Linked DNA regions of Rattus norvegicus: region 1 is linked to region 2. Evidence: chromatin contacts called from public Hi-C data. All regions are on one chromosome and are shown on one strand. Each heading gives the region's core, a stretch centred on a gene start, on an enhancer-like site or on the middle of the called end of the contact. The rest is flanking DNA. Distances are from core to core; before and after follow the strand shown.

Region 1 (4,219 bases), core at 235-2,734, 190 kb after region 2:
TTTTTAAATGCCCGTGTGTTTTAAACATAAACTCAGGGACGAATAATCTTTGGGAGACAGTGTCTTTATGCGGATCTCGGTGGTCAAACATTCGCAAGACCTAAACTACAAAGAATGATTGATAAGGACCGACAGAAACGTCTGTCTTGGTAGTGGGATTGGTTCCCTGCACTACCTGTGAGACATCACTGTCAAGGAAAGAGCTCTGCCGTTCCGAACCAGTGAAAAAGGAAACCAAACTTTTCCAAATAGGGTAGTTTGGTCTCGCCAAACCTATCTAAATCCAACAGGTGTCAACATACATCGCCACACTAAGGTCTAGAGGAGCACAGACTGGTTAGGGAAGAAACTGAGAGAAATCTGACCTGACCTCTAAGAGGATTGTGAAGGGGGAAAAAAACTAAGCTAAACTAGCCTGGTCTCTTGCCCAGCTGATCCCTAGGTGGTGGGGCCAAAAGATGGTGTTGGCAGAATCTCTCTGCTCACGCACAAGGATATGCAGGGTCTCCGAGCACTGCCCCTGCGCTGTCCGCTGTCCACCCAGCACCAGAGTTGGACAAGCAAGACAACAAGGCGCCTGGGGCTGGGAGCCAGGGAAAGGAGGGTGTGAGGTACCTGTTTGTCCAGCGCGTCCCGGGCGCCTGCGGGTCCTGCGTTGGTCCTTGGTGGGGCGGGCGTCCGCTCACAGCTGCAGCCCTCTAGGAGGTACATGCCCGCTGGGCGGCCGCTCTGTTCGCCTTCGAAGTAAAAGAGCACATTCTGATAGAGAGCGAACCACTTCTCGTGCCAGCGGCTCGCCTCGGCAGCCTTTTTGCTCAGGAAACCGCGCTTGGTGCCCTCCTTGCGCGCCAGGAAGGCCAGGTACAGGGCGTGCCCCTCGTTGTAGCGCACACTTTTCTGCATGGCGAGGGCGCGGAGGGCTTTCGGGTCGCAGCCTCAGCTCCGCGGCGGGGTCATCGCAGAGTGCCCTCTGAAAGGACGCACCCCAGTTCGCCTGCCACAGGGCACCCCGCTTGCCGCCCAGACCTAGGGCTCCTATCCAGGCTGGGGCACGGTCTCCTCCCCGACCGCGCCCTCTCCGGCCCTTGACACCTCCCGATCCCCGGAAGCCCGGTGCCGAGTGACCCTCCGAGGGCGCCCGGACCGGTGTCGCTCCACCCGAAGTGTTGCGGGAGCCCTGCCTCTGCGGCGGGCTGAGCTATGCTGTGTGGCGCGCGGCAGCTAGAGGACTGTCCTCGGGCAACGCGCTCTGGGAGACAGAAGGTAAAACGTCACGTGGGAGATCAGCAGTAATCGGCTTGGAGACCGATTTAAAGGGTAAAGCCAGCGCGGTGGCGGCCGCGGAGGCGCTGCCTGCTCGCACCAGCGCACACCCTCCACTCTCCACTCGCCTGCCAGGTCCCTGGCCTCCTCCTCTGCCCAGACCAAGCCTGGATGGAGTAGATCGCCCAGGAAGGGCAGGAGCGTGGTAGCACCCAGCCGCTCACAGCACAAACACGCACAAATGTGCCCTCACACATACACAGGCAAACGCACACTGAACACACACATGGAGACCAATACACACACACAAACACACAATGCTCATATTCGTACACAAAAGCACACATGCACACAAATACAATAAGAACAGGCACACAAGCACGTGTGCACTCGCAACATAAATTAGCAAATACCTTTTCACCCAATGTTCACATAAGAGTATAACATACAGTCAGGAACAACACATTCCTATGCACAGCACACAGACACACATCCACAATTACAAATGTACACCTAAGGTATGCACTTCTCAAAAACGCAAACCCACTAATTTGTACTTAAACAGGCAACTACATACATGTACATACCTTAGAGCTATCTCAAACACTCTCATATTTACTGTACCTAGTACATACATTTATAATCATACACACAAACGTACGCCTATACATAAACACACTGCCCCTTTCTGTCACACACACAATCACAAACACATGCATTTACATGTAAATGTGCAAATACATGCACTCCTAAACACACCCATCAGATACGAGCACTTACAGACAGAACACAGACAAATGTATGGGCACTAGGAGACATACATTTTTACAGCTCGTGTGCCCGAACTCACTCACAAAAAGGTTCAGTAGCAGCAGGTGGAGTCACAAGGTGGCTTTGCATAAACCACAATGTTGGCTTTTCAGCTTGTACCAGCACCGTAGAGACCAAAACTACCTGTGAATGTTGATAGGAGACGTTGGGTGTTCCCAGAAAGCCAGCAAATGTGTCAATTCCTTTGGACACCTGCTATGTAATTAAGATTAAAAAAAAAAAAAACTAAAAGTTCAGTATGACATTTTAAATAAGGGGAGAAAGGATAACCTTATCAGGAAAACTGCTGTCTGAGGCAGAAGCTGTCCTCAGAGGCCAAACTGTCACGCACAGGCTAAGCAGAGTCCCTTGTCAAGACCGGGATTCATTTGATTAACAAATCTTACCGCTACTGGAAAACCAAGACACCCTGCTCAAACAAGACACAAGTGGAAACGATATGCTGTTCTAGCAGCTTCAAGAGAAAACTAGTGAATCCCCACAGTGTTCTTTTTGATTCTGCCTCACATTCTTTTTATTCCCCAGAGCCAGTTATTAAAATGAGTGGCCAAAAGAATATTGTGGAAAGAACAGAATAGCAAAATGCCTCCTTTCAGGACAGTGAACTGATGGCAATACACCTGTCTTGTCCTGTGGTTGTGTGCTCACAAGTTGGCCGCCCCAGGGTCCTGTCTGTTCTGAAAGGCTGTCTTTGCAGGATGCTTTAACTCTGCCTCACTGAACAGCTGAGTGGTTTTGCATTTTACTGTCAAGGAAAACTTCACTATAAAAATCCATGTACTAGGCAAATTGCCATTTTGAACGGGCTGTGGGAGAACAGTAGCCACCCTCTAACATACAGTTATGTATCTGAAGGACAGTGCTGGGTTGAGCTGGGCTTAGCCCAGCTGAGAGCTTGTTATTTAGAGAAAAACAGCTAAGTTGCTGTTCACAAGGTTCTAGAAGCATGGGAGAGGGTGACTGCCTCTGGGGCCTTTTCTTTCCCTCTCTGTGGTCCAGCTGCATGCAGATCTGGGAAGAGGAAGCCAGAGCATAACAGTGTGGTCGGGCACTCAAGTTTCAAGCAGGAGCCAGAATGGGTCTCACACCAGGACAAAAACAATTCTGTCCTGAATATCTTTACCTTTTAACCCCCTGGTGTTCCCTCAGATGTGAATGACTTCTTTCCTCAGTAAGTGCTGTCTCTGACATCCTGCTATGACCTCCCCCCCCCAAAAATGTCCTTATTTGAGCCCCAGAAAGTATTCATCTCAACCATTGTCTGACCTCACTTTCCATTACGTGAGGTGCGGTGAACTTCATCTGCCCAAGGCAGTGAAAGATTAAAAGCTCTGTTTTTCTCCACAGTTTGGTTGACTGCAGCATTGTTGCAGTGTACATGTGTGTTTGTGTGTGTGTGTGTGTGTGTGCATACACATGCACACATACATGTGTATGCATATATGTATACACACGCATGTGTGCATGTGTTCATTGTATATGCATGCACACGTGTGTGCACGTGTATATATAAATGAATATGTATATACATACATTATGTGAATGTGTACATGTAGAGGTTAGGGCAACCTTGGCTGTTGGTCTTCACTTTCCACCTTCTCTGAGATGGGTTCTCTTTTTGTTCACCACCACATATGCCAAGCTGGCTGGCCTGCAAGCTTCCAAGGATTCTTCTATCTGTGGCTCCCAGTTCATCACAGGACAGTGGAGATTACAGACACCTGACACCATGTTGGCTTTTATATAAGTTTCAGAGGTCCTAATTCATGTCTTCATGAATACATAAGTGCTTTGCCCAACAGAACCATCTCTCCAGTCCCTATATTGGATTTTAATTCTAGAAATTCATTGCCACAGTTATTGGCCAGAAGCTGATTTCCTCAGTACTATTCTGGAATGATATGGAAGAGTGTGTCTTGTGCTAACAGTGTGCTCAGTCCAGAGGAGAATTTTATGGTTAAGAGCATCTCACTTGATTCTTAGTAGCAAAGCCAGATCCTTAATGGAATTTAGAAATTGGTCATTGGATTGTTAAAGAAAGTATAAACATCTGCAAAATTGAGGTCATTCTGTGAGACTTTAAGGGGTGAAAATAACTAGAAATCTATGGGGCATCTAGAAAGCC
Region 2 (3,848 bases), core at 918-3,417:
TAGGGGAGCAGAGAAGTCAGGGTTGCTGGCCTATGTCAATTAAACTGCGTGCTCTCTATTTTCTGTTGGCTCCTGCAGTGAGAAAGGTGAGCTTGTGAGCAAACAATGCTCTATACTATTTGATACCCAGAGTCCCTTAGTTGTCAGGAATTGGTGGACAACTAGAAGTAATGGACACCTATTATGAAGGGGTAAGAAAGTACCTAGCCCACCAACCATCCAGTTCCGTGATGTATGAGGCCATTTGCATGACTGAAGCACTAGACAGTGAATCTAGTATTAAAAAGAATTGTTTCATTACCTAACATCTCAGGTTGAGACTAAATTTTATCTCCTTGGTTCAAGTATCCCTGTCAGCTCCCACTTGGTGTGGAGAGGCTCAGGAACTTTGAGGTATGTTAACACCTTTGAGCAGTGGGACATCTTCCAAGCCACCTATTAAGGTGGAATTTCTTAAGCCCCAAGATGAGGGAAGTCTGATCCTCTCTTTGTGGACAGTGATAGATAGCAACATCTATATGCCTGTCACCATCTAAAACTGAGTGGTGCTCCAGCAGTTGTAGAGGGATGTAGTATTCTACTCCACGCTCCTCTACAGCAGATATAAATCCTATGTGTTGAACAACAGAAAACCGACTTGGCCATGGGAAAATGTTCCTAGGGTAATATTTATAAATAGAACCAAAAAGTGTTTCCAATGTCAACAACGGTATCTTGTATCAGAAGTGGGGTTTCGTGTTTTATACTTTGAGCTTGCAATACCCCAAGAATTGATTAGATAGATGGAGAGGCTCTTAGGTCAGGGTTTGGGAGCACAGACTGCATAGCCAGGAGGCATGGATGGAGATCTGGGTGCTGCCTGTTGCTTTCCATGTAATCAAAGGAAAAATGCTAACTCTGACCCACAGCATCCCCTTCTGCAGAGCTAGGCTAATGAGTACATCTGCTTTTTCACCCTCAGAAGGGAAAAGCAGGAGCAGTGACTTATCCCTGAGAGCTTAGAATAGTGACTGAGGCATAGAAAATAATAGAATATTTGGAGACATTTGTAAAATTACAAGGCTGTTGCAAAAGAAAATGCATCTCCACAGAGAGGCTACCTTCTAAGTAAAGAATTTAATAAGAACTTCATCAAAGACTTGGCTCCCCATATCATAACTAAAATGGCAAACCTCAAGCTGGCCTCTAGACTGTGCTAAAGCAGCCAAGGCTTCCTCTTTTGTTCAGGGCACCAGCATGCAGTCCCCTGGAAATTGCCACATCTGCCTAGGGTGAAAATTGGGGGTTAGGAGGTATAAATTCCTGGGCATCTCCAGGAGACTCAAGACAGGAAGCACTCTTGCAGGGCAGAGAGACCTGAAGCACAAGAGGCATCCTTATCCTGTAGAGAGCTCAGTGGTTAGGCATCCCCACACCAAGGCTGCCTCACAAGTGGAAGGGCAGAGCCACTGCTTGGGAGCTGAGGGTAGGCTGGGCATGGGGATGGAAAAGTGCTGGAAGCAGATGACCAAAGCAGGAATGGGCATAGACAGAGGGACTGAGCCCTGGGATAGACAGAGCTGGCAGTCGGCCAAGAGCTGTCAGTGGAGGTGACAGCAGCTGCCTGTTCAGTTGTCTCTTACAAATTGCATTCTCCCACCCACACCAAAAACTGTGTGGTGCTTGTCCTGGCTCAACCCCCACTTCAGATCTAGAACAAAGGATACATCTGAACTCTGAGCTCTGAGGGGACACCGAGTTCTGTGTTCTGCAGCGTGATGCCGAGAAATTAAAAAAATTAAGAAGAGGCTCCTGCCATTGACAACATAGGCAACAGCTAGGAGGGAGGGACACAGGGAGGGAGGGAGGAAGAGAGGAAGGGAGGAAGAGAAGGAAGAAAGGAGGGAAGGAAGAAGGGAGGGAGGGAGGAAGGGAGGGAGGGGTGGAGAGAGGGAAAGAGAAAGGGAGGGAGGAAGGGAAGGAGGGAGGGAGGGAGGGAGGGAGAGAGAAAGGGAGAGAGGGAGGGAGGGAGGGAGGGACAGAGAAATGGAGGTAGTTGCATCTGGCCCCCTCTGACCCAGGCATCCTTGAGTGCCTTCCTAGTGCCTGCTTCCGTGATCTCTGTGACTCACTCAGGCACAGTCCTATTTCTAGCACCAGGACACAGGGAGGCACCCTGCCTGGTCCTTTCCTTCTGGGGGAGGGAGGAGCTTCCATTTTCTGTGATTTCACTACAACACTGGAATTATGTAAGGGTTTGTTTTTCCCTCCATGAGGAGGGGCCCTTCTCCTCAGCTTCCTACCATGGTTGTGACGGAGAGCATGTGGCAAGGCTGCAAGGACTCGGGTCTCAGTGCTGGGTTATGTTCGGACCGACCTCTGGTTTATACTTATAGCGATCTCATTTTAATTAAGTGATAAAACCTCAGGGCTTCCACCATGCTAGCACAGGAGACCAATCATGTGTTCAGAAGCCACCACGCTGGGCGCTGCAGATAAAGTGCAGCATTTCTGCCAAACTCCTAAAGACAAGCAAAGCAGCTGAGCCCTCTGAGGACTCAGCAGCTCTGCCAGTTAGCTGCAGGGCTGACATTCTGCTCACCTGAGGTCAGGGTGTAGACACAAGGCTCCCCACCAGTCTCACGACATGAGCCACCTCATGTCACCATCACAGGAAGAATTGCCAGTATCTGGATTTTTCTAGAGGAAGAAATCTAGAACCTGGGACAAAAGGTTTCCTGAGCCATGGAGCCAGTAAATGCCAAAGCAGGAGTCTCCCTGTGAATCAGTCTTTACTCCACACCCCACCCTGTCTCTCAGGTACCCACACACCCTCCGTGATAGGACCCTTGTTAGCACAGACTTATGCCTCCCACTGGAGTATTGCCTCAGCTGTTACGGAATGGGCTCTCTGTCTTGACCAGGGTGGGATTTCAAAGATTAGCACTGGACTATATACACACTTAAGCTCAGAACTGTTTGTGTGAAGTCTATCATGGCTCAATAAAAAGGAAAAAAACGATATAGTTCAATATGAATTCAAAAGTACTTTGTTTTTCAGATAAATATGTCTTTCTGAGTTTGCCACAAATTCACGTAAGAAGACTGAACTGAGTTAGAAACTTGAACACAGCCAGTGAAATGGACTCCGAGTAGAAGCCAGACCATGAATGGAGTCATCAGTCACCATCATTGCTTCTAGCCAGGCCTGGTCAGCCGCTGTAAGCCAGCCTCCACTGTCCAGACTGGTGCCACCCTGGCGGGGTCTTTACGCTGCAACCATGGTCTTGTGTAGTTCACACAAGTAACATGTGTGATCCTGTCCACACCCGGCCTGTGCTAGGCCTAGGAAGTGGCACAAATGGTTCCTTTGGCTCCCTCCCCCTTGAACCTACACATTTGCTGTGGCTGCAGATACTCAGGGGGAAAGAGCTGAGTCTGGTGTGATATCCAGGTGACCTGGGCTTTGGCTTCTCTGGCTGTGACAGGCTGTGATTAGCTTGCCTCTTGCAGGCATATTGGTGGGATTTTGAAGAGGACTCTTCTGGGCATTTTGCCAGCTCACCTGACCCAGGTAATGCCTGGCCTCTTGTGAGTCATTTTCAAGCCCCCTAGGGTCCCCTGCTCTTCCAATATGGCACTTTACCTGTCCTCTCTCAGTGGGATTATATAACCCCTATAGGCAGTGTGCTTGGACAGAGGACAGGGCCATCCCAGATTCCTCAGCAGGCCAATCTAGAGAAGGCCCCTGTGTATGCAAACAGAGTTCCTCACTTTACCCCAGCAAACACCTTATACAACTTACCTCCTCAGAGCTGGTGACCTCCTCAGACTGTGTCTTCTGCAGCTGACTGAGGGAGAAGCATCTC

The links. A called contact is a pair of places that touch in the nucleus more often than the background predicts.
Region 1: a Hi-C map of frontal cortex shows a contact between it and region 2, with 1.7 times the contacts expected there. The contact joins the promoter of Rasgrf2 here to the enhancer-like site in region 2. A contact is called at or near these places in 2 of 12 Hi-C or Micro-C datasets (Schwann cells and frontal cortex).

What each region holds. Positions count from the first base shown.
Region 1 is chr2:25,095,127-25,099,345 of GRCr8, forward strand. Rasgrf2 (RAS protein-specific guanine nucleotide-releasing factor 2) reads right to left here and starts at 1,485. Exons shown (of 27, transcript NM_053721.2): 1 at 616-1,485. The coding sequence starts at 903.
Region 2 is chr2:24,904,279-24,908,126 of GRCr8, forward strand. The region is part of intron 18 of Rasgrf2 (RAS protein-specific guanine nucleotide-releasing factor 2); the gene reads right to left. Among named protein-coding and RNA genes, the nearest start is that of Ckmt2, 61 kb to the left of the region's middle. Within about 2 kb of position 2,168, at least 8 of the 93 cell types and tissues checked have an H3K27ac peak or open chromatin away from gene starts, as enhancers often do.